Linked DNA regions of Mus musculus: all the other regions are linked to region 7. The links are chromatin contacts, called in public HiChIP or PLAC-seq and promoter capture Hi-C maps. All regions are on one chromosome and are shown on one strand. Each heading gives the region's core, a stretch centred on a gene start, on an enhancer-like site or on the middle of the called end of the contact. The rest is flanking DNA. Distances are from core to core; before and after follow the strand shown.

Region 1 (3,616 bases), core at 536-3,035, 490 kb before region 7:
CCCCCCTTCCCCCAAAAAATTAATAACTAAAAAAAAAAACACATGAAGAATCATTACATTTATTTTTATACTTCAGGCTAATTTTCCAAAATAATGGTATAGGTCAGCTTCCAAATTTTCTTTATGTTAAAAGTTCAATCTTTATGTCTTTTCGAGACCAATCTTTATTTTATCTTATAACAAGCTTTCCATTTTACCTGCTATTATGCCTCCTCAGTCAATTTTTTTCTATTATAGATCATAACCTCTTGGATTCAGATTTTACCAATCATTTTAATAGCAGGACTCTCTCTCATCTCCTATACTCAGTCTTCACAGAACTGCATACATCTTTTCTTGCCTTTTGGTCAGTCTGTGGAAATTCTTGAAATATATCTACCAGCTTCTCTCTCCAATCCCAAATCCAACATAGGTCTCTTTTCTCTTTACCATCAGTAGTCCTCCAAATAGCCCAATGACTATCCAGTTCTCTCTGCCTTCCAGCAGCTCTTACTAGGATGTTCAACTATCACGATTTCTCCAGCAGGCAAGCATCCTATAACTATAAATGACACAGCCTGTCAGGGATCTAAATTTCTAAAGTTTCTTTCATTAGCTCAGCTTTTATATTGGGAGTGTAGCTCAGTGATGTGGCATTTATCTAGTTCTGGGTTCCAGCCTCAACACCACAAAAATTAATAAATGTTTCTAACCCACACACATAAGCACACACACACACTCAAGCCCTACTCCCTTTCCAGCAAACCATTTACTCCCATTTTATTGTTAAGTGGTTACTCCCAGTGCTTCACTAAGTCTAATTCTTAGACCAATAGATAGTTTCCCTCAGGTCCCATTTGCTTGGCAAAACAAAACAATTGACAAAATCTTCTTTGGTTTTCAGATTTTACCTCTCCAGTGCTTCCATTTAACAAATCCTACTCGAAATTATTTCTCAGTCTCTGGGATATCAGTGGTCACTGTTCCAAACTCAGCTGTCTTCCTCATCACACCCCCCCTATTTCCCTAGCCTCTGGGCTCACTCCCTTGATAACAGTCCCCTAGCCATGTTCTCTGTCTTTCCTTAGGCCTATTCTCCAAGTTTTCTGATTCACCCCCTCATTCTCTGAACTTGACTCTTACACTTCTGGAAACTTTCTCTAGAACCTTCTACTCCCTAGTCTTTGCCTCAGATGTTTTCTATAACCCTCAGGTAAAAACCTTCTTACTCCTGGCTCACTTACTTGATTCCCCAAACCCGTCAACTTTTCTCTCAGTCATTCCCTATTCCCCTCAACGATGCCAGATTTCTCCTCATCTCACTGATTCACTCTTTCTCCCAGACTCATCACTTCTAGAGTTGATTCCCGTCATCCCTTAGATTATCCTTTCATTTTCTCAACCTTGTCCTTATTCCCCTTCTCCAACAATGTTATCAGTCCTCCAGTGGACTACTCCCTTAGCGCCTCACCTAGTCCCCAAATCTACCTTCTACTCTATCTAAACACCTCCAGGCCAAGGCCAGCATTTCCTCCAATTCACAGCGTCCCTTCCCGTGGCACTCTGAATGCCCAGACACCAATCTCCAATGGCCTGGGCCTGGTCTCCTGGGAGAGTGGTACAAGTCACGTACCCCATCCGCATCTTGGCTCCGCTCTGACTGCCCCCGCTGCCGGGTAGAGGAGGGCGAGAAGGTAGGCGGCCGAGGTGCATGCTTTTTTCAAGGGCCGACATCAAAGGGAGGCCGCACGTCGACAACAGTGGCCCAAGGTCCGTCCCACGATACGTGCAGTACAACCGGTCACAGCTCTCTCCTCTAACGACGCCCAGTCGCCTTTGGACAGCAACCAGCCACCGGCAGCGCCGCCTACCGCCCACTGGCTCAGTAAGCCCCGCCCCCTCGCCGCAGCGCTTCCACCGGAAGTGCGCAACAGCCTTCGCACAAAGGAAACTGGGTAACGGAGTCTGCGGATCTCTCAGACTCCTATCAGAGAACTCGACAACCCTAGCAGGAAGAGACCTCTTGAAGGCAATGCATGCTGGACAATGAAGTCCTCAAATAGTGTATCAATTTGCGCTTGCGCAGATGCAGGTGCCCTGGTCCAACTTGGCCAAGGTAGGGAAGCAAAGCATCATGGGTGTTGTAGTCCATTTGCAGGGGCTCTAATTGGCGCCTTCTTTTGGCACCGCTTTCCGGGAACTGTTGGTGAAAGAGTGTTTCTTCCTGCGTCCCAGGCTTCCCAGCGGCGCCCGTTGCCGGGGAACGCAGGCGCCGTGGGAAGGGATGGCGGGAGCGTACAGCTTAGGAGCTGGCACCTGCGTTGAATTTGTGACGAAGGGCCCAGGCTCGGGATGAAACAACGGAAAGGCCAAGGGCCTGGGGGCGGCCGTGGGCGCAAAAAGAGAGGTAACTTTATTTCTTTAAGGTTGAGAAAAGCATAAAAGGGCTAAAGAATTCTAAGGAGACTTCCACCCGCTCCGGTTAAACAAAACAAAACAAAACAAAAGAGGACGGAAGAGAGACTAACTAGGGAACCAGAAAGTTAAGAGAATTTTTTTTTTTTTTAAAGAATGGAAAGGAAGTAGCGCCTGAGGGTCGATAAATGAGGCAAGTGAGGATTAATAGATACGGATAGGAGAACAACAAAATTAAACGTGCTCTTTTTACGACAGGGATACACGTATGTGTGTTAGAGGTATTCGGAGTAGGGGGAAGGGACATAACTCTGTCCGGAAAAACCTTAGATGGTGAAAGGGTGTGTGATAGAGGACATCGTGAAACCTGTAACCCAAGCTTACTCAAAAAGCAAATAAAACCACTTATATATATATATACCCTTCTACTTCTCTGATTTTTTCCTTGGGAAGCGATTGCGCTTCATAAGAATATACTGAGATCTCATCAGGAATCAATACAAGGAGTTTTTTCAACTAAAACAGTTTGTGTCCTGTAGCATGAAGAAAAAGATCTACCATAAAGCGCAGGGATAATTCGTTGAAATGGAAACATATGTGCATATATGGACTGCTCCTCACTTAGAATGACTTGAATCCAACTTAAATCCTCTTAGTTATCCAGCTCCTATAAGGGGGCCCTATGAACCCCAGGCTGGCCTTGAACTTGATCCGCCTGCAGAAAAACTCTTGGTTTTTTTTGTTTTGTTTGTTTGTTTGTTTGTTTTGTTTTTAAGTCTTCTCTAAATCTTTCAGAAAAGGTACTGACTGAAAGGAAAGCCAGAGTTGTAACTGATCGCTTCATTTACATATTATTCATCACCTTTCTGAACTCTAGTAAGATTTGACGTTAACATTTTGAACCCAGAACCAAAGGTAGCAGCAAACCTAAAAATGTTAGTCTCTGTCCTTGACTGTATGGTCTTGACAGCAAAGACAATTTAAGAGTGAGATAAAGAGCCTGCTGTGGTGGGCTAGCCTTTAAGCCCAGTACTTGGGAGGCAGAGGCAGGCAGATCTTTGTGAGTTCAAGGCCAGCCTGGTCTACAAATCAAATCTAGGCCAGCCAGAGCGGGTTACACTGAGGATCCCTGTCTCAAAACAAACAAACAGAACAAAAAAAGAGTGAGGTTAAGAATAATGTATCTTCTCCATTATTTTATTTATTCATTTTACATCCCAGT
Region 2 (4,185 bases), core at 1,052-3,551, 480 kb after region 7:
TGGCTGATGAACCAGGTCTACCCATGGCCGTAGTTGGGACACTGGGGACTACTGTACACCGCAGGAGGGCTCTGGAGGGGTGTGGCCCTCCAGGCACCCCTAACAATGTTCGAATGGTCTACAGGCCATGAAGAAGATGTACAAGGCCTGCATCAAGTACCCCGAGTGGAAGCAGAAACACCAGCCTCATTTCAAGCCATGGCTGCACCCGGAGCAGAGCCCATTGCCCAGCCTGGCGCTGTCAGAGTTGTCGGTGCAACATGCAGACTCACTGGAGAACATCGATGAGAGTGCAGTGACAGAGAGCCGCGAGGAGCGGGCAGGCGGTGCGGGAGGAGAGGGCAGCGACGATGACACCTCGCTCACCTGAGTGACCGGCTCTCTGCAAGGACCAAGACCAGACTGGGGTGGAACCCTGGGGCACTGAGCCTTCTGCACTTCCTCCCTTCCCCCACCTGCCTTCTGGGGGGGCACTGGGCTCCTGCCCAGGTGGCTGCGGCATGGCTGGACATGGCCCCAATAAATGAACCACACAGCCCCAGCCAGCTCTTTGTGCCTGCTTCTCATCTGCTCAGCCCCACGCTGCTCTGTTCTACAGTTATTTTCCTTAATACTCTTATTGTTCACAGGACTGCTGTCCCTATAGGCGTCTTGTAACGTAGGGTGGAGCTTGTTGCCCCCTCCTTTCCTGTGGTTCCTTTCTTTTCGTTCATTTGCACATTCATTTTTCTGGTCACAAAGGTGGTTTGCTCATTTTTTCAGGGCTCTTAAGAGGAGCTGGTCTAACCTGAGGTCAGGCTTCTACTGTGTGATGGACTTCTGGTCCAAGCTAGCTTTAAACAGTTGATCTGGCATACTCTGACTGGCTCCTGTCATCACAGAAAGAAGGGGAGGGACTCACAGGTCAAAGACTAGGGCTGAAGGCCTCAGAACTGAGTTGAGGCAGTGTGAACTGGAGGAGAGAGAGAGGTGGGTACTGGAGGAGGGAGGGGGGTATGGACTGGAAGAGGGAGAGGTGTGGGTACTGGAGGAGGGGGAGGTGTGGGTACTGGAGGAGGGAGGGGGTGGGTACTGGAGGAGGGGGAGGGGTGTGTACTGGAGGAGGGAGAGGTGTGGGTACTGGAGGAGGGGGAGGGGTGGGTACTGGAGGAGGGGGAGGGGTGGGTACTGGTGAAGACACTTCCACTGCACTTAGTGTTAAAGACCTTAGGCTGGTCACAGGAATCGTGAGGTCCCCTGACCAAGTGTCAACCCTCACTTATGCCTAGCTGCTCTGAGATCTAGAGGGAAGCCTGGGCTGCCTCTGCTGTCCAAGGGATGCCGAGTCCCAGAGTTAGTCTTAGGCCCTGCTTTTCTCTGGTATTTTTGGCACCACAAGAACTTGGGGTCTGGAAAGAACTCAAGATCTGACCCTATTCACCTCTCCTGGAAAGCCCTGCCAGTGGAAAACCTTACTGGGCTAACAGTCAAGTGTTTCCCAGAGAACAGTTTCTGTGGAGAGGCCTGGACAGGACCCTGTCACCTGGAACATCCAGCCCTAGGTCTGCCCATAATGGCTTTGAGAACACCCTGAGAATGTCAGACTCTCATTTCCTAACCTATAACCTAGGGTGATAATTTTTACCCTTATGCAAGTGTGAGTTTTTTTTTTTTTTTAATTAATCAGAACAAATTGTTCACCACTGGACCAGGCATGTAATAGGCTCTGATTAAAGGGCATCTTCCTCCTTTCAGGGCAAAAGCCCCTTGACCCACCCTGCTGATGACTGTTCTTCCAAATATGCCCACTGTTCCTATGGAAAAATGGAAGCCCAGCTAAATTAAGGCCCCTGGTTTGGCTGGTCCCAGAGGCTAGCCTCAGGATCCAGAAATACCTGCCAAGTCTAGGGATTTCATCTCTCTGGGGAGGAGGTGAGAAGCTGCCAGACTCTGGTGGGCCTTTCCCAGCGCCTTCTGCAGGGAGATGCAGTCCTGGGGACAGAAGCAGAGTACTAAGAATGGTGCACAGGACTCCCAGGGAAGGTGGTTGTCCCGCCTCCAATGGTTGTGTGTGTGTCCTCTCCCAGAGGATAGACTCACCAGAACAGGGGTGTCGAGGCATGGAGACTCAAGGATCCGTGGAGTCTCAGCAGGGACAGGATAGACTAGACATGAGCCTCAAAGCCTTAGCAAGCTAAGGATAAAGGAGAGACACAAACCCGGCGGTCCGGTCTGCCTAGGGTATTGAAGATCCGGACTAGGCTGGGGGCGGGACCGGCCGGCTCCCTGCCCGTTCCCCGCCCTCACGTCCCCCGGTGTCACGTGGGGCGGGCGGAAGCGCCGAGCGAGGTGGGCGCGCCCGGACCGCTGCCGCGAGTTGGCTGCGGCCGCGTGTGACAGACGGTACCGGGACCCCGAGTCCCACCTCGTGGAGTTCTCTTCGCTCAAAACAGGTCAGTGAGGTTGCTGGGACCTCCCAATCGCCAGTTGTGGCTTGCACTGCCCCCATTCCTCAGAAGGGAATGGTGAGCCCCCCACCCCCACCCGCTCAATTTTCCCGGGGTCATCTGGTGCGCGCTCTTGCCTGGGGATGAAGTGAAGTGGGGTCGCCTCTGGAGGTGAAGTCATCTAGCCAGACTCGTAGGGACAGAGAAAGTGAGCTGGTGGACACCAGCTTTCAGCCGTCAGCTCTTCTGCTTTAGGGCTTGCAGGCTCCGGAGCCAGTAGCGTCAGGCAGCTTGGCTTTCCCACTTGAGAAATGAAGACTTCTACCTAGTCTACCCCGGACATTCTTACAGCCTCGCAAAGCTTTAGGACTTTAGCCGTGGACCTGAGGCTTTGGTACAGCCTCGCAAAGCTTTAGGACTTTAGCCCTGGACCTGAGGTGTTGGTAACCTTGGGCAAGCTACTTCCGTCCTCCGCACCTCAATTCCCCACCAGTTAATGGGGGCATGGTTTCTCTAGAGCTTACCTGGCCCAGTTGCCAGGAAAGAAGGGGTGTGTTCGTTGAATGGGGTCAGGCTGGGAATGGGTGGATGGGCTTAGAGCAGGTTTGCAGTGCAGCGGGGGATGGGGGCTTTTGGGGAGGAGGCGGGTAGGTGTTTGGACACAGATCTCCGTGGGTAGATTTGGGTGCTGGGTGATTAGGAGCCAGGTTGTCTGACTTATGTTTCTCTAAATTCAGTGTCTTAGGGAAAGCTTCCCTAATGCCTAGACTGGGGGTTCGGGATTCAGGGTTAGACTTGGGGATGCTCAGGTAAGGATTTGACTACTGTTGGGTCCAGGGGACCCTGATAACCTGTACTTGGAAAGTTGTGACTGTCCTGCTAAGGGAAGCCTAGGCTCCTAGCAGCGTCATTATAGGGTAGAAGAAATTCAGCAGAACCCAGAGACAGGCGTGGACAGGTGCAGACCTGGGGAGGAGAGGATGCCTGGATGAGCCTTGGTAGTTAAGTGGCTGTTTGCTAAGACTGGCTGCAAGGTGAGGGCAGAGCTTGTGCCGCACAGCAGGGATACTGATAACCTTCCGGAGGAGAGGCAAGGGATGTGGGTGTGGCTGTAAGGGGTGGCAAGGGAGGATGTGCAGAGAACCCATCCTTGGGATTTATACCTGGCTAAAGTTTATTTAGACCCCGGCCTGGGGACCCTGCTCCCCAGTGACCGTTTGCTCACTGGAATAGGGTACAAGTGAGATGTCCCAGGCAGGCTACTGCTGGCTGTGAGGAGGTGATGGCCCCGACGCCCCAGGTTTCATTTGGACGTTCAGGCCTCCTTATTTGGTCCCCACCATGCAGAGGAGAGTCAGTTTCTGGGCAAAGGTGTTCCCCACCAAGTTTCCTCCTCATCCAAGTCCCCGTGTTCTGTGAGACTTCAGGGTTCAGATGTGGGCTGCAAGTTGCAGTGCCTTCCAGCCTGGTTGTCAGTTCCGGGTAATGGCAAGGCTCAGGGCAGGTTTCTATGGACGTCTATGAAGATGGGGTATGGGCATCTGGAGTTCTAGCACTGCTACCAAGCCCTGTCTGACTTTGCCACACTCCGTCCTTTTCAGAGTCCCCTTTCCACATCCGAGGGTGGGATGATTAGCCTGCCATTGTGTTCCAAGGACAGACCAAGAGTCAGGCCAGTGTGAATCCTGCCCAGAGTCAGAGTGAAGGAAAGGGGAGCCGGAGAGCCTAGCACTGGCTAGTGGTGATCCAGGCCTAGGAC
Region 3 (3,972 bases), core at 617-3,116, 370 kb before region 7:
GGGCATCAAATCCCATTACAGATGATTGTGGAAAAGCAGTCAGTGCTCTTAACCATTGAGCTGTCTCTAGCCCCACATCTTTTAATTCTTATTTGACCAATTTTTAAAAAAGATTTATTTATTTTATGTATATGAGTACAGTGTAGCTGTACAGATGGTTGTGAGCTATCACATGGTTGCTGGGAACTGAACTCAGGACCTCTGCTTACTCCGGCTCCACTCGCTCCGAGTCCAAAAATTTATTTATAACTATATATAAGTACACTGTAGAAACACCAGAAGAGGGTGTCAGCTCTCATTCTGGATGGTTGTGAGCCACCATGTGGTTGCTGGGATTTGAACTCAGGACCTTCGAAAGAGCAATCAGTGCTCTTACCCACGGAGCCATCTCACCAGCCCCTTCACCAATTTTTTAAAAGAGTGGTTTATTGGGTGCATTGCGAGTGAGCAATGGGCAGAGTAGAGTACTGTCAGCTTTGTAAGATCACCACCAGCTATGTTGGGATCACTATCCACCCACCAGCTATGGGGTTTTGCCACTTGATAGTGAAGGTTTATTTTATCTAGTCTTGTTTAAAGTAAGCCAGCTGGCTAATAAAGCCACACTGGGTGTTCAGGATCCTTTCCTGGGTACGTTTTTAAGCACAAAACCCATGTTTTAGGGTGACATACTTCAGCTAACAAAACAAGTTAGCCAGTAGTGGAACCACAGAAGCCAAAAGGTAAGATCAGTACATTTAGAGATTTTTCCAGAACGATGGACATTGATGGTTCTGTCTGTGTGCTGAGTTTTACAGTTGAATGGTACTTCCATCATGGAGTCAGATGTGCTAAGGTCTGGGGTCCTATTAAGGTCTGGGGCCTCTCACACTTTCTTGTTCTGGAAAATAATGGTTAATGATGACCTGGAAAGATTATCGTTAGGTGCCTGCGCCGCCTACCTGATGCATAGTAATTGCTTTCCACAAACGTTCACCCAGCCCCCTCCTCCCACTGCACTTTCCACAGCAGCCCAAACCTACTTGAGCTTCTATTATAGTATATTCGGACCCCTGGTCCCCGGCTTCCTGCTCTTGGGCGCCTAATTCCTAGGCAAGCAAAAAGGGTTCCACGCCCTGATCTAATCTCTTAAAACTCCGGGGCTAAGGAGGATAAAAACAAAAGAAGAAACCGACGGAGAGTACCAAAGCTTGAACACAAATTGAGGCAAATTGAGACCTGCTTCCTACCCCCACAATGCACGTTAGTCCCCGACACAGGGCCCAAGTATTGCTTTCACGTCCCCCACTCCTACGTGGCCATTATCTCGCTGAGGTCCCGTCCACCTGCTGAGTTTGTCCTCGCTGGGCTGGAGTGCAACAGGCGAGGCTCTGCCCTGCCCTCTTCCTTGCGGGGCGCCAGCCTGGCTGCACTCGGTGCAGAGGGGAGGGGAGGCCAGGTGTTCTCGCCCCACTCCAGCCGTTAGGTGCCAGTGTCCCCCGGGACCTGACTGGGAGCGGCAGAAGGCGGGAACGCCAGCCTTGCCCCGTCACCACACCCGGGTTTGTTCCGGTCCCCGAAGCCCGCGCTCCGCCCGGTCCCCAGGTGCCTTGCAGGGAGGGGGAGGGGAGACTTGAAGGGGTAAGGGGTCGCGATCCAGAGCAGCTGGCCAGTCAGTCTGCCTGTCCTCACAAAGAGATTGTCTGCCCCGGGAATAGAAGGGGAAGATCTGAGACTGGAGCCTCTGGGGGGACCTAGGGGTTTCAGGCAACCACAGATGGAAACGCCTCCTCACCCGGGGGCGTGGGCCGCCCTGGCTCCGCCTCGTCACGCCACGCCCCGACCACGCCCTCTAGACTTAAGTTCTGTAGGCGCGGGTTCGCAGCTACTGTCAGTTCCGCCCTCGGTGTCGTCGGGTCGCCAGCTTCCTGGGCAGCCACCACTCTCCCGCCGTCGGACACAGCCTTCTGCACTCCTGTGTTCTCCTGCGGTCCGGTGAGCGTGCCCCATCCCTTCGCTGGCCGCACCTGCTCTCTCCCACTCCATCTGTCTTTTCTCTTTCTTTTCCCTTCCCTGGAGTCCTAATTTGCCCTCTCTAGGTTTCTTTCCTCCTAAATACGCCCTTTGTTATTTGCCTCTGACGTCCAGTTGGTCGAAGGTTAAAACCTTCATCTCTTTACTTCTTCCCCTCAGCCTCGATGTTCCCAGCCTGACCCGGGCGGGGTGGGGGAAGGGGCTTTCACGTCAGCGAAGATCAGAATGACTGTCACCAGGAGGCTCTGGGCCATGTGCCCTAAAGCCTGTTCTTGTATCAAGGGTTGTTTGTGCCTGGAGGAGCCTTGGAGTTTGTTTGGCCTTTGTTACACTATCTTATGTGGCTGCCTGCCGGAGGTGGAAGTAGGGACACAGGGAGACTGGACCTGCCTTATCCTGATTCAACACAAATAGATATAATGCTCCACTCAACAGTTTTGTGACTGTATCCCCCAGGCACAGCACAGCTGCCTGTCTACATAACTGTCTGAGAAACAAATTTGGAAGTGAGCCAACGTGTGGGAGTAAAGACTCCTGAGTTCTTCCCCTAGACCCTGGCTGCTCTGAGTGAGAACTGAGCCTTGCATGGGTCCCTCCCAGCAAGGCTGTCTGAAAGGACTTGTGTGACAGATGACCCTTCCTTGCAGGGCGGTGGTCCTGCAAAGACAATCTTCCTTTCTAAACTTGGCTTCCTTCCTCTCCCCCACAGGACACAATAGTATGAACTTTAAGTGTTTCGTCTCCCAGCCATTTTCTATGGAAAATCGAGGGGATCGGGCCATGGTAGCCACCGGCAGCTTTGAAGAACGAGACACCTTTAGAGAAGCTTGACCTTGGAGGCCTCAGCCTGAGACCTCAAAGCAGCCTCCAGGTAAGGAGTCCCGGCTAAGGAAGCCTTCTCTCAGGCCTGGGGCCTAGGGCTGCTCAGCAAGACAATAAAAATTCCCCTCCTCCCACCCTGATGAGAGCCTCTTCACAGCTCAGCAATCCCCTTCTTCATCCCTGATCACCTTCTGGCCCGTAAAGATGGCGGACCCCAGTGTATAAGGGGAGAACCTGAGTGGGGTGGGGACTGGTTCCAGGTGGCCTTGGCAGTCAACAGCAGAGCTGGGGCAGAAGCTTATGGTGTGTGTGTGTGTGTGTGTGTGTGTGTGTGTGTGTGTGTTATGGTGTGTGTGTATGTGGTGTGTATGTGTGCTCACGTGTGTGCTCACGTGTGCATGTGTGTGCATGCACGTTTATGTAAAGGCACACGGGTGCTGTGGCACGCACATGAAGGTCAGAAGACAACTCAGGCCTCCTACCATCTGTGTCCCAATGGCAAGCACCCTTACCCACTGAGCCATCTTGCTGGTCTGAGCTTCCATTCTTTTTTTTTTTTTTCTTTTGTCCTAGCTTTTGATGTCCCTGTGAATGAGATTAGAAATTGGGTGTTGTTTTTTTATTGCCTCCAGTGGTTGTCCGGTCCTATAAAGTGGATTCTGTTTTTGTTGGTTCATTTTGGGTCGGGATCTCAGGACCTCTCTTCGGCTGCCCTGGAGCTTTAGATGCAGACCGTGCCTGACAGGATTATCTTTCTAGGCCTGCGTTTTAGTCATAGAAACCTTTAGTACAGGTGATCTTTGCCTCTGGTCCCAACCCTCGAGGACCCGACCTTTGGCAAACCCTACGCTGCATTCACAATGGCAGCTGAGCCACATGTTTTTGATCTGGCAGCAACTGGCAGCTGAGCCACATGTTTTTGATCTGGCAGCAACTGAGACCTCGTCTTTCTGGACTTCACAACATTCTACCACTTAGCTCATGATTAGACAGGCCTGCATCAGACTCATGCACTAATACCTACAGAGGAGGTCTGCCCAGAGCGTCTCAGAACTGTTTAATTGGTCAGAAAGGGCTTCCATTGTGAAGGGCCTTATCTGAGCCCGAGACTGAGAAAAACCGGGAGACATGAGGCAC
Region 4 (4,220 bases), core at 1,205-3,704, 430 kb before region 7:
CTGGAATGCAACATATGGAAGGAGAAAACAACCGCTAGAAGTTGTCCTCTGACCTCAATGAGTGACACACAAAAATAGATAATGAAAATGTACTAAAAATAACTTCTTTCAAGCAATATTTATAAATTTTATTTTATTTGATGTGTGTGTACCATGTTCATTCAAATACCCTTGGAGTCTAGAAGAAGGTGTCTGAGCTAAAAGTTAGTTACAGGCAGTTGTGGACCACTCGGTGTGGGTTCCAGGAACAGAACCAGGATTCTCTACAAGAGCTTGATGAGCCTTCTCTGACCCCAAATACCAGAGCTAATAAAATTGGTCATAATCATCTGCCAATAACAAATGACACTAAAGGCGCTGCACTAAGATCACAGGTATCAATTTCATTGAACAAGTTGGGTTTACTGCTAATTGCAGTGACAGGAAGTAAACACCAGGGGGAAGCAGAGAGGGCTGCAGAGGACTTGGAGCATCTAACTGGGATTTGCTCATCTGGGAAAGGGCCCAAAGGAACAACACTTTGCTGCATTGTCTTTCTTATTACATTTTATCTAGAAGAAGGGCAGGCGAGACGAGAGTCAAAGTTGAACCTGTTAAGCTACAAGGGTCACCCAGGCTATGCAAGAGTGTTAGGTTTACAGACTGATCTTGCTTTGGTATGTTCTAAAGTAAGATAGTAAAGAAATCTAGTTTTTGTCTCACTTTATTATAGTGACAGGGTAACCTTATATCCAGCACCTCAGGGTAGTTTTTAATCAGGTTACTCCCTACATTAAAACTTTTGAGTTTCCCATTTTTAGTAGCAGTGGTATCCCAGTTTTAACTGAGCATTTTAATTTAAAAGTTAGCATAGTTTCAAGTTGGGGTGTGCTTTTTTATGTATAAATTATCTTCAGGTACATCTATATTAATATGCTAAATACATTATGAAAAGTGTCCTACAGATAAGCTTTAGTATATATAATAACAAGTTTTAATATTTTCTTCCAGCTTTTTACCCCCTGAACGTCCATGTAAATGTGCAGTCAGATCTAGGTTGCTAAGAAAGCACATTACGGCACTGCCAAAAGCCTCGATAGAGAGCTGTTGCTAAGCATGCTCAGGATGGTGTGGGACTAGCAGAGATAATTCCTGGGCACGCAAGCAGATTTCTAATGTGTCGGGGTAACTTCTTCTCATCTCCTTTTGTCCCCTACAGGGCGTTGGCTGAGCAGGAACCCGCTTTACAGTTTAGCGCCACCGTTGGAGTCAATGCTTCTGTCACCGCCCATCTCTCATTTCTGCCCAAGGGGGAGCAGCGCCAAACCCGCCCTGTGGCCTGCTCCTTCTGCCCTGAGTTCTCCCACCACATTGAGTTCCCGTGTAACCTGGTGACTCAGCACTGTAGTGGAGAAGCCTGCTTCCTGGCAGAGCTGTTGGAGTTTGCAGAAATTATTTTTGCTATCTATCATGAAAATACCAAATCAGGTAAGCAGCAAATGCCTTCAGAACGACATAAGGCTCTCTTTCGGATGGCATATTCCTTCCTAGGCAATACTTGAAAACTTGAGAAGTAGGAGTTATAATCTTTACAACTTCCAAAGGCCAGAGCAAAAGTAAGACGTGACATGTTCATGAAAGAGTGTTCAGATGTTAGTGCATGAGTGTGAGTGAGAGTGGTTCTGTGCTCAGGAGGTTTGTGCACTTTCCCGTGTGCCTGCAAAAGGAAGGTGTGATTAACAGCCTGAAAGACCTTCAGACTCTGACTAGCATGGGAACAGGAGAATCCCTAATGCATTGTCTCAGCCCTGATATATGTGTAGAGCTGAAATGTTCTAGGAGTCTACTGTAAACAGAGAGGCCTCAGTGCCCACCAGTAACTCCTCATTTTTGCTTCACTCAACAGTCAGTGATATAACCAGTATCCAGTCGTGCAAGGATTATCTGCTTGGAATAGTAAAGGTTCCAACGAAAGATCTGCTGGTCAAAAGATCTGGTAAGGATGTTGTCATGATGAGGTAATCCTGTCTAGCTCCCATTGCAAAATACACAAGGAATTCTGTCCCCTAACACATGCTATGAACTCACCCAGGTACCTCACAGTTCTCTCAGGCATGGTAAAAACTGTCCCAATGTCAGAGGTCATACTCACCCTACTTTAGGAAAACTGGTGCCATGTTGAGAAGACAGTAGCAGTACTTCTGCATATATGGCATGATGTAACATCGTTCCTTGGGCTTTGTTTGACCTTACAGTAAACTTCCAGCAGGATAAAGAAGCACTGTTTCCATTTGGCAGACCAGATGATCTCAAAGAAGCTAATTGGCCAGAACCACATTGCTATTGCGTTTGCGTTTTCACAATTTGCAGTGTAGTCATCATTTACCCATTCCTTTGCCTCTCTGTTCTCCACTACAGTAGAATAAAGATAACTGCGTAGAGGCCTGAACAAACAGGCCCGGCCTGGCACTGGGCCCAGGATACAGCTTCTTGCTCCATTCCCTTTCCTTTGCACTCACAATACCAGGGCAGTGTTTCAGATTCTATAGCACTTCCCTTCAAAGCACTTCCTCAGCCATTGTTTCATTTAGCAATCGACCAACTTGAGTAAATAAGATCACTATGGGAGATTAATGACTTATCCAGAACAAACCACTAGTTTGGAGTCTAAACCAAGGAAAGAACTCAAATCTTCCAATTTCTAGCCTTGTCCTTCCTGTCTAATCTCACTGGGTCTCAGTGGTCAGAGGAACGCAGGCTCCCAACCCAGCGTGGGTATGTTTTCTTTCTTTCTTTCTTCCTTTCTTTCTTTCTTTCTTTCTTTCTTTCTTTTTCTTTGTTGTTTTTGTTGTTGTTGTTTGTTTGTTTGGGTTTTTTGTTTTTTGTTTTTTTTGAGGCAGGGTTTCTCTGTGTAGCCCTGGCTGTCCTGGAACTCACTCTATAGTCCAGGCTGGCCTCGAACTCAGAAATCTGCCTGCCTCTGCCTCCCAAGTACTGGGATTAACGGCGTGAGCCACCACTTCCCGGCATGGGTGTTTTCTATTCAGCACTGGGCCAGGGTAGTGGGGAATCAGATGTAAAGAGGCGGTGTGTTTTCTCTTTGGAGACAGTGATTGAAGCTCTTTCCTTTTCCCCATAAGGGATCACAGGATGGTATCCTGTCATTTTACCAGAAGACAAAGGCCTGCCTCAGGACCTGGACTTGATGCAGAAGATTGTAGGAGGCTTGGAGCTTTCTGTTTCCTTCGCACATCCGGGAGATAGAGAGAGGGTACTGGAAGCTGCTGAGCTGCTGGGCTGGAGCTTTGAGAGCATCCCAAAGGATCTTGTCAAGAAAGAAGAAGAGGTGCCAGCCACTGTCACCATCTCTACCCCAAGGCTCTGGCTTCCTATCCACTGTGTGCTGCTTGCTGGTCATATGAACATTCATAAGAATACATATTGCTACCTTCGCTACAAGCTGTACAATCAAGAAGCCTTTTGGACTCCTCTCAGGAAACCTAAGGAGTCTACAAACAAAAACCAGGTCCTGATTACTTTCAAGGCATCCAAAAGAGCAGAAGTCACTAGGAGCCAGTCCCTGCTTTGGTACTTCAGGGAAGAGAAGTTAGAGATCCAAGTGTGGCGAGCCTATGGCAACGACAATTTAGAGAGGCCACACCAGACTGACAGCTGGATTGGCTCAGCCTATGTAGACCTGTCCAGACTTGGGGAAAAATCTCCAAGGACACTGACTATCAGTGGTGAGTGAAGCTAACTCAGGGTTAGCTCTGTTTGAGCACCTTCTCTGTACATAAATGCATCGGATTTGTACATGTAATGTGGTTCCTAAGGTGTTGTAGCACTTAGTTAATGTGTGCACAGTGAGCTTGGGTGAATCTCCTTGACTCACTCTGACAGGTGTGTCAGAGCCTGTGTGATCACTGAGGGTGCGTTGGGAAGAACGCCTTCCACGGATAGTCTTTTCCCTGGTGCTTCTCAGGACATTCATCTTTCCTGGTGAGCACCTCTTAGAGCTGGTAAAATAACAGGGCACACCATCCTGGGATCCCTGTGGGGAAAGGGAAGAATCAGTCTTCAGAGAGAAAACATAGCCTCTCTACATCTCAGCTTCCCCCCTACCCTGGCCCAGTGCTGAAATAAAGAAACTACACGCTACTAAACTGGTTCAGAGGCAGAAAGGAAAAGTGAGGTTTTACAGGCAGAGCGCACTGCTTACTCCTGTTACACTCATTTGGTGT
Region 5 (4,154 bases), core at 850-3,349, 460 kb after region 7:
TGAGAGGCTTAGCATTCTGATGCTGCCTGCAACCTGCCAAGATTGGGGCTATCAGGGCTCAAAAAGCCATCAGGCTACGGTTGCTAGCTATCTCTACCTCATGGCCAGTCCCTGAAGATCCATCTCACAGAGCAATCTTTGGCTTTGCTGAGGTCCCCTCGGGCCTCCTGCCAGCCTGGGAGTATTGGTATCACAAACACCCCGAGGCTTGGGGAAGGTGGACTTGGGCAGAGGAGGTTCAAAGAGTTCGTGTCTGGGGCCTCCCAAGCCCAAATCCAGCCCCCAATGCCACCTACTCATTCCCAGACACTTCTAAAGAGTGTGGGTTCAGAGGGTGTGCGTGCAATTAGCTGACACTTCCTACCACACTGATGGAAGGCCTGGGTATCTGAGGTCATTGCACAGGACTGATGGGGACCTGCAGTTTTGTTTTGTTTTAGAAGACTTACTTTGTAGAACACCTTTCAGGGCCACTTTGTAGAACACCCATCATGGCTACCTGTTTGCCCCTGACTTATTTTTTATTTTTTTATTTACCAATGATTAAACCTAGGGCTCTACCACAAAGTTACAGCCTCCCTAACTATCCTGGAACTCACTCTGTAGACCAGGCTGGCCTCAAACTCAGAAATCCACCTGCCTCTGCCTCCCATGTGCTGGGATTAAAGGTGTGTGCCACCACTGCCCGGCAGCCTTTAAAAACATTTTGGGGTGGGGGGGCAAAGTCTTACTTTGTTGCCTGTGCTGGTTTTGAACGGAATATGCAGCCCAGGGAAAGCCTTAAACTTTGGGTCTTCCTCCCCAGTCTCCTGAGTAGCTGGGATTATAGGTCTGTGCTACCACATCCAGTTTCCTGCTTATTTTAAAAGTGGGCATGATTTACAAAGATCTCAGAGCCCTGAGCACTTCAGGGAAAAAAAAAAAAAAGCACATCTATTTGTGAACCTACAGTGCTGAGTCTGCGGTTTTCTTTTAACACCTGTAAGAAAAGAAATCTACATGGTGGAGATAAGAGGTGACTTCTGAGGGACCAGGGGGAGAATGCAGAGGGCACAGAAGGAGCCTGGGTGGCAGAGGCTTGGTACTCTGGCACTGGTGGGAATAGCCATTAGCAGACTCTGGTACTACTAGGTCAGTGGTAGTCACTTATTGCTCCTAATATCCAGAGGAGCACACCAAAGGCTTTCCCTGCTCGTCTCTGGCCCAGACAGTGACAAGACTGCCATGCTCATACTGGCCTGGCCCTAGCTTTCACTGGGTAGATGGGACAGGGCTCCCAGAATGGAAGAGTAGGCAGAAGAGTTAGTGGACAGAATTTACATCAGGCTACAGAGTAGAGCTCTGGTCCACTCTATTCTACAGAGGGGTGGAGGGGGCCTGTGCTCCAGTGTTCTGCAGCCCTGTGCTTTTGAGAACTGGTCTTCGCCTAGGGGAGGTGTGGGTAAATGGCTGAGAGCTAAAGAGGGGTGGGTTTGGAAGCTGCCAAATAGGGATGTAAGAGGTTGCTGGCTCAGGACCTCTCTCTGGCCAGAGTGAGGCTGAAGTGGAAATTTTGCCAAATTCTGGCCAGCCTTTGAACCTTGAGCCTTTAAAGTCGGATCAACTTCCGGCTGGGTTTGCACACCCTACTGGAAAATTGAGTTGGGTGTGTGGAGGAGGCTTGTTATGCTCTTGGTTCTTGGGGCTTGCAGGCTGTCGCCATTTCTAATTTAGTTACTGAGGGGCTGTCATCCCTATTCCTGCTAGTTAGTCTTTCAATTGTCATGAGGGTGTGTGCCCACCCTTGAATCTCTGAAGTGTTGTGTGTGTGAATAAGCTGTTGCAGAAGCGTGTACCTGCAAGGGTGGGAGCGAAGAGTAGAGAAGAGGCTCTCAGTTAACTTCCAGAATCTCTCTTGGCACCTCAACCTTACTCTGAGAGCCCAGGCTACTTTGTTACTTCGCTATGTGGTTCCTGCTCACAGGTCCCCGGTCCTCTGATAGTCTACATCTCTCCCCGGACTTTGCCCCTTCCCCGGGGCTTACGGGGGCGGGCGCTAGGACCCGGCGGGGCGGGGCGGGGCGGGGCTCGGTGCTCCCGCAGTTCTTACCTCCGCAGCCTGGAAAATACCGAGCGAGGCGAGCGGAGCCCGGGAGCCCCGAGCCTAGCGGGAGGGAGGAGGGCGGAGGGGGCGCGCGGGGCGGGGGGCGCGGAGCGGGGCGGGGCCGGCGGCGGGACCCACTGCTCCTCCCCCCAGGGTCCCCGCGCGGCCCCCGGTCGCCCGGGCAGCGGAGGCAGCGGCGGCGGCGGAAGAGCTCGCACACCGGCCCCGGCGGGCCCCGGCAGAGAAGCCCGCACAGGTGAGACTCCGCCACCACACCCGCCCCCACCACGGCCCCGCGCGGCTTGCTGCTGAGTTAGTTGTGCGAGTCCGGCCAGCACCGCGCGAGGACTCCGTGCCAGACCCGCACTTGCGATCCCCCAGAGTCCCGCCCGGCTCTCGCGGGCTCCTGCACCCGCTACGCAGCAATCCTACTGCCGCTCCAGGGAAGTATGAGGTCGCTCCTTGTGGGAGGGTGGCCCAAGTGACTGTCCTGTGCCGGTGCACAACCGCCTGGGGCCAGTACCTGCCCTTTTCAAGCTGTCCGCTGGTCCGGGACCCCGGCTAGCCCCACCCGCGCCCCCAGCGCACTGACTCTGGTCCCCAAACCGGTCTTGCAGGTCCCAGGAAGGTGGCGTCAGCATCTGCAGCCGCGTCGACGTTGTCTGAGCCTCCGCGGAGGACCCAGGAGAGTCGGACTAGGACCAGGGCCCCGGGCCTCCCCACGCTCCCTATGGAAAAGCCAGCTGCCTCAACAGAACCCCAAGGGTCTCGGCCCGCCTTGGGCCGTGAAAGTGTCCAGGTGCCCGATGACCAGGACTTCCGCAGTTTCCGGTCAGAGTGTGAGGCCGAGGTGGGCTGGAACCTGACCTACAGCAAGGCCGGCGTGTCTGTGTGGGTGCAGGCTGTGGAGATGGATCGAACTCTGCACAAGATCAAGGTAGGATTGCCCTGTGGTACCTGCAGCCTCCACTCCTCCCGAACTGTCTCTCACAGGAATCTCCTCGCCCATACTCAGACCAGGGACCCATAGAGGGGTGCATGTGAGCTCAGAGTCTCCTAATATAAACCAGAGGACACACATGGGCCATATGACCCGGGTTCTAACCTAGGCATGCCTGTGTGTTTGGGAGATGGGTGATGGCCAGGTACACTTAGGGGAATAGTGTCTCTCAAAGGTCTGTCTTTCAGAGTAGCTTCTGCTTGGACCCTTAGTTTGACCCACTAGGTAGGTGAACGGCCCACTTCCTCCTTCACCCGGGGTTCTCTAGCCCGCGATGGGTCTTCTGCTCTACTTTCTGCACTCTTGGGTGCAGAGGATGAGATTCCTTCCTTCTCAATTCCTCTAGTCCTCTCTGTCCCTGCCCAGTGGCTCTATCAGGCTCTGAGCCTGCAGCAGGCCTTTAGGACTGTGGCTGGCAGCTCCTGACTGCTGTCTTGCCCTGAGCCACCCTGGGGGTGCACTAGAGGAGGCAGGGTCTTAGTGTCAAGGGAAACCAGCTCAGAAGGCAGATACGTACTCATCAGCCCCTCACTGCCATCCCCCTCCTCCCTGCCCCATGATTCTCTTCTCTCTGTCATGGCAGGGTAGCTTGGGGTTTGATGGAGGCAGAGATTCTGGTCTAGGGGGTCTCAGTAGCTGTTTGTTACACGTGTGGTTTGGTTGTGAGTGCCACATTGCAGGGTGTGAACTTCCCCTTAGAGAGCTCTTGGAAGGCCATTCCCTTGCACCCTCCTGCTGCTCTGGATCTGTCACGGATGCATTCCTATTCTTAGGGTCCAGGGCACTGGACTGTCTTAACAGGGTCCCTTCTGTCTAGGACCTTTATACCAGAGCCTGAGGTGCTGGCCTTTTTCCTCTGGCCCTATGCTTCTTTTTGCCTTGCCCTAATCATTTATAGCTTTATCCACCTGCCCCCCCCCCCCACACACACACAACTGGCTTGCTCTTCCTGCTGTCCCTTTGCCCTCTGTGTCTGTCTCCGTCTGCCCTTGCTAACTGACTCTTTCTGCGTTTCCGTGGCTACCTCCTTGCTCTGAGTCTCTTCCCAGGCTTAAAGACCCTGGGCTGGAG
Region 6 (3,809 bases), core at 112-2,611, 430 kb after region 7:
GGGACATGGGTGCCTGGAGGGAAGTCTTCTGGAAAAGAGCCTTCAGGCTCACAAAAAGGAAAGGAGGGGCAGCCCAAGGACAGGCCAATCAAGATGTAGTGGAAGCCACAAAAGCTGGCACGTGCCTGTAATTCCAGCTATTGGGAGGTAAAAGGAAGACCAGGGGCTCAAGGTCACCCTTGACTACACACTGAGTTTGAGGCCAGCAGAGAGGCAGCCAAAGAGTCAAGCTCCCATCTGGTCTCAAGTGTGAACACACTTTGACACAGGCTCATACTCAGGTATGTTCCCTAAGTGTGCACACATGCTTATGCCCCTGTGTGGACATACACATACACTCCCGTGCTCACACACGCAAACCTAGGACACCTGAGTGTCCCAGGGGCTTGTTAACTTTCCTACCAGTGATACCCTTTTATAAGACTCATAGCTCACCCTCAAGGGCACTGGTTCTTGGAAGTAGAGAATAGGGTAACACTGCCTCATGGCACTGGAGGTCAGACCTGTACTGGCATGTACACAGGCCTTTCCAAAATCTGATCCTGGAAGATGTGGACAGCCTCCTGGGTGGGGAGCCAGCTCAGGTGGGAATAACTGAATGCTCACCTGAAAGGCCTCTTCCATTTTTCACAAGTCTCACTCTCTGAGAACTCAGGCAGAGCGGCAGGAGCTAGAGCCACAGTCTCTTCTTTCGTCCCATCTTCTAGAGTGTTTGGGATCCTGGGAGAGAGAAGCAGCTCAAGAAGACCAAAGGGGAAGCCCGTCCCTCCCTGCCGCAGCACTAAAGAACAGGTGATAAACGCTAGCTGCTAAGTATTGGCTTTTGTGACCACACATTATCTCTACACGTGTCTAGTGACCTGACCTGTGCACACAGGCACCTGGTGTACCTGTAGCCAGCCGGAGTAGGGTATGAGTAGACTGTGGGTCATGCACACATCCTAGGGAAGCTCCCCAATACTAGAGTCATCCCTGTCCCCTCCCCATTCTTACTCGCTGATGCTCACAGTCCGCTTAGCCGCTTTCTTCAGCTCCTGGGACACCAGAGCCTGGTTGGCCCTGGCAGAGAGAAAAGCATCCTAAAGGCTGAAGGAGGTGCTTCGCAGATGGGGCACCACAGCCTATGCCGATCCTTCTGATCAGTGAGAGACCCTTACCTCCCCCACACTCGCCCTCCTCCCTACACCTTTTAACCACGCGAGTCCAGATTGCCTCCCCAGGGGCGTGGCCCAGAGTTTTCACCTCTCTCTACGCTCATTACGTAGATTGCGCTCAGCGGCGGCGCGCGCCTTACGCTGCACAAGCTGCTCCAGCAAGTCGCGTGCCTCTTCCTGGAGCCTGCGCAGTGCCGCCTCCTGGTGCACAGCTTGCTGGAGCAGCGTCTCATAGGCTTCTCTCTGTGCTGCGTTCTCCGCTTGCCGTTCCTCCAGCTGCCGGGACTGCTGAGCCCGCGCCTCCTGTAGCTGCACCACGCAGGCCTGCAGGGCTTCCAACCTGCAGAGTAAACATCAGCTGGTGTCTTTGTGGGTCCTCTAACGCTGAACCACACACAGGTCTAGGGATTGCTTGGGGACCAGAGGAAAGCTCTAGGGGGTCCTTCCCATTCCCTTGCAGGGGTAGAGACCAAGTCCGATCCTCATCTCACCTGTCCTGCCGCTCCTCCAGCTGTGACTGCAGGGTGTCTAGGGCTGCGCTCTTCTTCACCACCTGGTAGGCCATCTGGGGAGGACAGGTGGTGGTGGCATGGGCACTTTTGCAGGGTGAACCTAGCCAGCCACCACCTCGTTGCCCGGTTCCTGACAAGGAAGTCCAGGCTGAGATAAGTTTGGATCTTGCATAAAGATGCCCTGCCTTCGTGGGATAATTCTCAGACCGAGGGCTCTAGAGTCAGTACTAGCGATGTCCTTTATTTTCTCGGTGCACCTGCAGTAGATATTTAACCTGCAGCAGGAGGAATCTGTTCCATTTTGATACCTGTAAAATGGCAGGGAAGCGCTTTCCTAATCACAAGGTAAGCCAGAACCTACTATTAGGAGTCTACAATAATGGCAGACTATTAGCTGGCACTTGTCATGCTTTGCCCCAAGCACTCTACACACACTGACCCGGCCTCCACAGCACTAAAGGAAGCACTTCCATTTTCATTTTCATTTTACACACGAGGTAGCCGGAAAAAAAGTTACACGGCTAAGTGGCAGACCTGATTACTTGAACCCAGGCCACCTAATTACATTAAGCTCCATGTAAAGTAATGGTGTACTCAGGGGCTGCAAGGGATGTGAGTTCTAGTTCCCATCTCCCAACATCTGGCTTCCTAGCCCATCCCCTACCACTGGCCTATGCAGGCGGCCCTCAGAAGAGAAACACACAAGACTTAGAACAAGACCACGGGAGAGCAGGAGCCAGACTCAGTCCTAGAGCCCTGGGTTGAGGAGATCTCAGCATCCCTTCAGCTGACAGCTAAGAACTGAGAAGGCTACAGGGATGCAGCCTCATCCATGGGCACAGCCTTGCCCTGGTGAGGAACAAATCCCAGGGCAAAGCTGTGCCCTCCAGTGTGGAGACCAGGACAAACACCTGTGGCTCAGAAACTGCTGGCAGCCAGCCTGGGGGCGGGCTGCTGAGGGGGCTACTCTTCCTACTAACTTGTTCCCAATTCTTTCTCCTCAGGGCCTGAGGAGCAAGCCAGGGCTGCTCACCTACCTTGACACAACTCCTCATGTAAGAGGCCTGGAGAGGGGGAACCTGTGCAGCCAGGTGTAGCCCTGGCTATCCTGAAACTCACTTTGTAGATCAGGTTGGCTTTTGAATTCACAGACATCTGCCTTTACCACTCCAGCTCATTTATCATTTTCATCACTAAGAAAGCCAGTTGCCATCTCCATCCCCCTCCCTTGTCACTTGCTTTCAAAGTTCAAATGATAGATAGCGGTAGAAACAGATTAGTGGTTGCCAAGGATTGAAGATGTTCCAGTGTGATGAAAAAGAGGTATCAAGAAAACGATCTTGTAAACAAACACTGCAATATCAGGATGGTTACATGATATCATCTGTTTGTAATAATGTCACACCACTGTCAAACTATAACCACATAGCACACTGGGGAGAGGCCCTCAAATGTCTTCATAACCCGCTCCCACCTTGTGTTGGGCAGGTGAGGAGGCATGCTATAATGACTTGTGATTACTGGCTCATCACAGTCTCCATGGAAACCCACAGGACCAGGTCTTGTTTATGGCCACACTCCCTGTTCTTTGGATTGTTAGTAAATAGTTGTTAAAGGAGTGAATGAAGAATCCCTGAAAGTAGATTTGTGTGGGTAAAGGTTCAAGTCCAGGGTCCACATCTCTAAGCCCTAGTATACTCCTCTGCAGCTATAACATCATGGAGGACTGACTGAGATAATGCAGCAAAAACATTACCACTCACTGTCTGCCTTCTGGGGACCATCTCTCCCTTACCCCAACATTCTCAGACCGGACCCTGCTTACCTCACCACAGACCAGCTGCAGCCCCTTCTTCTCCTGCTGCCACTTCACCCTCAGAGAGGCTGGTGATGAGACTTGGTCAGGGCCTGTCCCTGAGACCTCCTCCCTGACAACCAATAAGAAGAATTCATGGCCCCTCCGCTCACCCTGGTGCCCAAAGTATTCCCTAAGAGTCCCCCCCATAAAAGCTTGAGAAGCCATTCGCTTTCTCTTGGGGTAGTTGGGAGCCAACCAGAGAACAAGTAGTCTCAGAAATAATAAGCTACCCATGACCTCTCTGCTCTATGATGGTCCAGACCTTGGATCCCCATCAGTGACACT
Region 7 (4,197 bases), core at 671-3,170:
ACTGTCCTGAGTCTATGTGACCTTGGACAAGCCACTGTGGTTCTCTGGGCCTCAGTTCCTCTAAGAGTCACCACATCTTAGAACCGCTGTAAGGATTCAACAAAACAGCACATTATGAAGTGTTTAAAGGAAAGCCTGTCACTGTCCCCCACCCCAATGTCAAGCCCCCCTTCCAGAGGGTCACCAAAAACAGACCCTCCACATACTACTTCTATCAGATGTGGTACCCCATCGCTACTGCCACCTCTGGAGCTAGGGAGCCCAGATGCCACCCATTCTACATAAATTGAGGCACTGCCCCTCTTGTGGGAGCAGGAGTCTCAGAATGGCCTTTTCCAGAGACCAAGCAAGAACTCCAAGACCAGATCAGAACAGACCATTCATTGCCGGAGAACAAATATTCCCTCTCTTTCCAACCAGGGGGCTGAAAAAGGAGACCTGGGTAGAGAAGTGTCTTTGGATTGAGGTTTCAGTATCTAAAGGGCCAGTGGCTTTTGAGTGGGAGCCTGACATCTTCTTGACCAACTGTGAGCAAGACTGTTTCCAACTGTTCACCAACACATGGGAACCTTGGACCACTCCATTGTGTCACAAGCAGACGCCTGCCCCCACCCCCACTGCAGTCTTTCTGTCTGGAGGGGAGAGGAGAATGGAGAAGACTGACCCAAAAACAATAGAGGATCCCAAAGTGATGATTCACAGGCTATTCACACCTCTCTGCAGACTGGGAGACTGAGGCTTAGCAGGGGTAGATCTGATCACAAAACAGAATACACAGTGCCTTGCTAGATGTTGGGGACTTCAGTGTGTGTGTGTGTGTGTGTGTGTGTGTGTGTGTGTGTGTGTGAGCGTGGAGTGGAGTGGAGACTGAGACCACCTCAGGTCTTCTCTGTGCCAGAGGGGCTAGCCCACCCAATTCTGGCTTCCTCTGCTAGGTCATGTCTGCGTGCAAACTCACTAAACTGAACTCTAAGGGTGTCTTGGAGAGAGATCTTTATTCCCTAGACTCCTGATCTTCCTTGGCCCCTCAAACACTGGAAGGTGTCAGGTTCCTCCTTGTCTTACTCTATCCTAGGCAGGCAGGCAGGCAGACAGTCTCTCTCTCTCTCTCTCTCTCTCTCTCTCTCTCTCTCTCTCTCTCTCTCTCTCCTCCCTCCCCCCCCACCCCGTCCCACATGCACCCTATGACCCCGTGATTCAGGGCTTGCTTAAGTTATTTAGGGTTCCTCTGTTCTACCTTATACTCACAACTAGCCCGGGTCACACTACAGGCCGGCCACACACAGTGACCCCAGTGACCTGGGGTCTCTCACATACACAATCACACACACTCTGCCTGCCTCACACACAGAGCCCCTCTGTGTCGCCCGCTAGGCTCGGCGTCACCGCCCAGTGTCCCAGCCACACGTTCGCCCGGGCCAGGCCGCCTCATGCGCCGTGTCACCCACAGTCACTGGCTGACACCGTTCAGAACACCCCCCCCCTTCCCGGCCGCCCCGCGCTGCAGCCGCACCGAGGCGCCGCCGTCCCGTCCCGCAGCCGGCCTTTGGTGTCAGTCCAAGTTTCCCGGGCTCCCCCGACCCCTTGCACGCCAAGTTCCGCTGCTTCCTCTCGCGCACCTTCTGACAGACTGCGCCGCGCGCGGTGCCGGGAGGACGCGCAGCCCGGGGGCTCCGGGACGCGTAGACAGCACCAGGATGGGACGGGACTGGGCAGGAGAGCGGGGCTGACGCATCCGCCGCTCAGGAGAACTTCCTCGGAGCAGCGGAGCGGGGCTGAGGGCCGTGCGCACCCTCCTTACCTGGCCCGCAGCACCAGCTTCGCTCAGCGTCCGACGCGGCGCCGGGGCCCCGCTAGGCGAGCGCTCGGGGCCGGCCGCGCAGCCTGCGCGCCTTTTGAATGAATCGCCGGCCTGGCCGGGAAGCTGCGCGGCCCCTCCCCTCGCGTCACGGCTTCTGGCCCCGCCCCCGACGTCAGAGCTCCGACTTGCGGCCCCTAACCCCGAGCCCCTCTGCGGGCCAAGGGCTCACGATTCTCCCGCCAGGCCACGCTGCTCCGCATCGCCACCTCTTGAGCCTCCTAGGAACTGCAGGGGCTACGACTAGGATGTTCTTCAGATGCATCCCTTGGGGCGCATCAGGGAGGCGCGGCCGTGTGTGTGTGTGTGTGTGTGTGTGTGTGTGTGTGTGTGTGTGTGTGTGTGTGTGTGTGTGTGTGTGTGTGTGTGTGTGTGTGTGTGTGTGTGTGTGTGTGTGTGTGTGTGTGTATGTGTGGTGTGTGTGTGTGTGTGTGTGCGCATGCATCCCTTGGGGCGCATCAGGGAGGCGCGGCCGTGTGTGTGTGTGTGTGTGTGTGTGTGTGTGTGTGTGTGTGTGTGTATGTGTGGTGTGTGTGTGTGTGTGTGTGCGCGCGCGTGCGGGCGTGTGTGTGTGTGTGTGTGTGTGTGTGGTGTGTGTGTGTGTGTGCGCGCGCGCGTGCGGGCGTGTGTGTGTGTGTGTGTGTGTGTGTGTGTGTGCTCCGAACCAAGAAATCTGGGCTTGTGTGATGCAGCGAAAAGGTGCTTGAGACATGAATGCTACTCAGATCCTGTCACCATTGCCTGTGTAACTAGGGCCACAGCTGCCACTGCCTGGGAATAGTCTTTGGAATTGGTTGTGGGTAAGAGCACCCTCAGTGTCTTGGATGAGACCCAAGCTGGTTTCTAGAATCCCCCACCTAGCTAATAAGAGAGACTATAAGGAATGCTCACCTGGTGAATTCCTTTGGAACCTGGCCTAAATACCCCTTCCTTCAGGGTAGCTGGTTCCTCCCCCAAGTAGGTATGACAATGACAATCCTCTCCCCTAACACCAGCGGTCCCACTCTTCTATCACCAATGCCAGCCATCGCAGTGTCCAGTGGAGGACAGGAGAAGTAACGGACTGGGAGGCCAGGATTTGGGAGGCAGAGGCAGGAAGCTCCTGAGTTCCAAGCCAGCCTGGGCTACATATGGAGACATTGTTTCACAAGCAAGCAAACACAAAAAGAGTGACCAACACTATGAGACATCGTTGTAGAAGCCAGGCAGTAAGTAACCATTGCACTCTTGCAATGGTTATAAACTGGGCCCGTGTGTGGTATGGTGCGGTGGTAGTAGCAGTAGTGGTGCGGTGGCACTAGCAGTAGCACATCTCAGCTCCCACAGCCTTCTCTTCCGTTACCTTCCCACTCCCCCAGCATCATTCAAAGAATCTAAGGTGGCCAGGAGAGCAGGATGAGATGAAACTCGGACAGCACAGAGGAGCCCAGTGCGGGAGACAGAGGCCTGGCTGGAATCAGGATAATCACAGCTCACGGAAGAGGTTGAGGAAGTAAATATGTCTGTTGGGAATGGGTGGGCTGGTAAACAAATTAAGTCATAGAATTTGAGCCACAGAAAGGAAAGGAAAGGAAAGGAAAGGAAAGGAAAGGAAAGGAAAGGAAAGGAAAGGAAAGGAAAGGAAAGGAAAGGTCAGGTCCCCAGAGCCTGGGAAATTCCAGGAGGAGAACTGGACACCTGAGAGACGAGAGGGAGGGGAGAGTTTCCATTAACCTGGCTGAGCCCAGGTTTTGGGGACAGGGCAGAAAAAGTTCCACGTTACTGGTGTCAAAATCATGAGCGCAGCAGGCCTAGTGACTTGTGCTTCTAACCCCAGAGCACTGGAGGCAGAGACAACCAGATCTCCCTGAGTTCTGTGCCAGCCTGGTCTACATAGTGAACTGCAAGCCAGCCAAGGATACAAAGTGACATCCTGTCCTGGAAAAACAAAAAACAAAAACAAACCAATACATTCAATGTCAACTGTGCTCCCCCAAATCTGGGGATGGGCCCAGAGCCCCACATCACAGTCCATGGTGGAAACCCACTGGGGAGCAGTGACGTGCTCAGACTTGCCTGAATGTTCTCTGCTTCCGAGTTTTTGTTTTTCTCTTTTTGAGACACAGTCCCCTTATTGAGCCATCGCCATGTATGTAGACTGAGTTGGCCTCAGACTCACAGAGACCCGCCTGCCTCTGCCTCCTGCCTGCTGTGGTGAAAGGTAAGCTTCACTGTGACCGTTTTCCTCAGTTTTATTTTGTTTTAATTTTCTATTATATTTTATGTGTATAGCATTTTGTGTGCATATATGTCTGGGCACCACTTGAAAGCCAAGTGCCCAAGGAGGCCAGAGGAGGGCG

The links. Promoter capture Hi-C pulls out the DNA fragments that hold promoters and counts their contacts. HiChIP or PLAC-seq counts read pairs in DNA pulled down with a chosen protein or histone mark.
Region 1: a contact with region 7 is called in a promoter capture Hi-C map of pre-B cells, with 3 times the contacts expected there. The contact joins the promoter of Ppme1 here to the promoter of Relt in region 7. A contact is called at or near these places in 6 of 39 promoter capture datasets (the 3T3-L1 cell line, the C10 cell line, hematopoietic stem and progenitor cells and 2 more), 1 of 484 Hi-C or Micro-C datasets (CD4 T cells), 2 of 115 datasets of contacts at active chromatin or transcription factors (fetal liver and memory CD8 T cells) and 1 of 9 other capture datasets (adipose tissue).
Region 2: a promoter capture Hi-C map of embryonic stem cells shows a contact between it and region 7, with 3 times the contacts expected there. The contact joins the promoter of Arap1 here to the promoter of Relt in region 7. A contact is called at or near these places in 5 of 39 promoter capture datasets (the C10 cell line, the HPC-7 cell line and embryonic stem cells), 1 of 484 Hi-C or Micro-C datasets (granulocyte-monocyte progenitors), 5 of 115 datasets of contacts at active chromatin or transcription factors (acute myeloid leukemia, bone marrow-derived dendritic cells, large pre-B cells and 2 more) and 1 of 9 other capture datasets (liver).
Region 3: a promoter capture Hi-C map of pre-B cells shows a contact between it and region 7, with 4 times the contacts expected there. The contact joins the promoter of Ucp2 here to the promoter of Relt in region 7. A contact is called at or near these places in 9 of 39 promoter capture datasets (the C10 cell line, the HPC-7 cell line, the SN4741 cell line and 5 more), 3 of 484 Hi-C or Micro-C datasets (CD8 T cells and natural killer cells), 27 of 115 datasets of contacts at active chromatin or transcription factors (the 230-238 cell line, the HPC-7 cell line, T-cell acute lymphoblastic leukemia and 22 more) and 3 of 9 other capture datasets (adipose tissue, liver and pancreatic islet).
Region 4: a contact with region 7 is called in a FOXA1 HiChIP or PLAC-seq map of pancreatic cancer cells. The contact joins the enhancer-like site here to the promoter of Relt in region 7. A contact is called at or near these places in 10 of 39 promoter capture datasets (the 3T3-L1 cell line, 3T3-L1-derived adipocytes, HPC-7-derived erythroid cells and 6 more), 3 of 484 Hi-C or Micro-C datasets (cortical neurons, myocytes and palatal mesenchyme), 5 of 115 datasets of contacts at active chromatin or transcription factors (bone marrow-derived macrophages, embryonic basal ganglia, memory CD8 T cells and 2 more) and 1 of 9 other capture datasets (liver).
Region 5: a contact with region 7 is called in a promoter capture Hi-C map of stem cell-derived epiblast-like cells, with 3 times the contacts expected there. The contact joins the promoter of Stard10 here to the promoter of Relt in region 7. A contact is called at or near these places in 8 of 39 promoter capture datasets (the C10 cell line, epiblast stem cells, erythroid cells and 4 more), 2 of 484 Hi-C or Micro-C datasets (B cells and embryonic stem cells), 10 of 115 datasets of contacts at active chromatin or transcription factors (astrocytes, bone marrow-derived macrophages, effector CD8 T cells and 6 more) and 1 of 9 other capture datasets (adipose tissue).
Region 6: a contact with region 7 is called in a promoter capture Hi-C map of hippocampal neurons, with 3 times the contacts expected there. The contact joins the enhancer-like site here to the promoter of Relt in region 7. A contact is called at or near these places in 10 of 39 promoter capture datasets (the 3T3-L1 cell line, embryonic stem cells, hippocampal neurons and 4 more), 3 of 484 Hi-C or Micro-C datasets (B cells, the N1E-115 cell line and nephron progenitors), 14 of 115 datasets of contacts at active chromatin or transcription factors (acute myeloid leukemia, bone marrow-derived dendritic cells, bone marrow-derived macrophages and 10 more) and 4 of 9 other capture datasets (adipose tissue, embryonic stem cells, liver and 1 more).

The regions. Positions count from the first base shown.
Region 1 is chr7:100,370,111-100,373,726 of GRCm38.p6, forward strand. It overlaps Ppme1 (protein phosphatase methylesterase 1), which reads right to left and starts at 1,786. Exons shown (of 14, transcript NM_028292.2): 1 at 1,613-1,786. The coding sequence starts at 1,713. It overlaps C2cd3 (C2 calcium-dependent domain containing 3), which reads left to right and starts at 2,123. Exons shown (of 33, transcript NM_001017985.3): 1 at 2,123-2,386. The coding sequence starts at 2,332.
Region 2 is chr7:101,345,768-101,349,952 of GRCm38.p6, forward strand. It overlaps Arap1 (ArfGAP with RhoGAP domain, ankyrin repeat and PH domain 1), which reads left to right and starts at 2,302. Exons shown (of 34, transcript NM_001040111.1): 1 at 2,302-2,432. It overlaps Gm35219 (a long non-coding RNA gene), which reads right to left. Exons shown (of 5, transcript XR_003946844.1): 3 at 2,080-4,185; 4 at 1,875-1,971; 5 at 1,154-1,793. Stard10 (START domain containing 10) reads left to right here. Exons shown (of 7, transcript NM_019990.5): 7 at 125-859. The coding sequence ends at 370.
Region 3 is chr7:100,491,492-100,495,463 of GRCm38.p6, forward strand. It overlaps Ucp2 (uncoupling protein 2 (mitochondrial, proton carrier)), which reads left to right and starts at 1,867. Exons shown (of 8, transcript NM_011671.5): 1 at 1,867-1,974; 2 at 2,723-2,884.
Region 4 is chr7:100,428,852-100,433,071 of GRCm38.p6, forward strand. It overlaps C2cd3 (C2 calcium-dependent domain containing 3), which reads left to right. Exons shown (of 33, transcript NM_001017985.3): 21 at 1,199-1,467; 22 at 1,886-1,975; 23 at 3,120-3,722. Among named protein-coding and RNA genes, the nearest start is that of Gm10603, 38 kb to the right of the region's middle. Within about 2 kb of position 2,455, at least 77 of the 459 cell types and tissues checked have an H3K27ac peak or open chromatin away from gene starts, as enhancers often do. A contact at or near this core is called in bone marrow-derived macrophages, hematopoietic stem and progenitor cells, neural stem cells and 2 more, where this site is marked.
Region 5 is chr7:101,319,014-101,323,167 of GRCm38.p6, forward strand. Stard10 (START domain containing 10) reads left to right here and starts at 2,100. Exons shown (of 7, transcript NM_019990.5): 1 at 2,100-2,339; 2 at 2,701-3,020. The coding sequence starts at 2,814.
Region 6 is chr7:101,295,515-101,299,323 of GRCm38.p6, forward strand. It overlaps Atg16l2 (autophagy related 16-like 2 (S. cerevisiae)), which reads right to left. Exons shown (of 18, transcript NM_001111111.1): 3 at 3,492-3,594; 4 at 1,646-1,719; 5 at 1,243-1,494; 6 at 994-1,059; 7 at 607-720. Among named protein-coding and RNA genes, the nearest start is that of Atg16l2, 4.7 kb to the right of the region's middle. Within about 2 kb of position 1,362, at least 69 of the 459 cell types and tissues checked have an H3K27ac peak or open chromatin away from gene starts, as enhancers often do. A contact at or near this core is called in forebrain, hippocampal neurons and pancreatic islet, where this site is marked.
Region 7 is chr7:100,861,493-100,865,689 of GRCm38.p6, forward strand. It overlaps Relt (RELT tumor necrosis factor receptor), which reads right to left and starts at 1,921. Exons shown (of 11, transcript NM_177073.6): 1 at 1,802-1,921.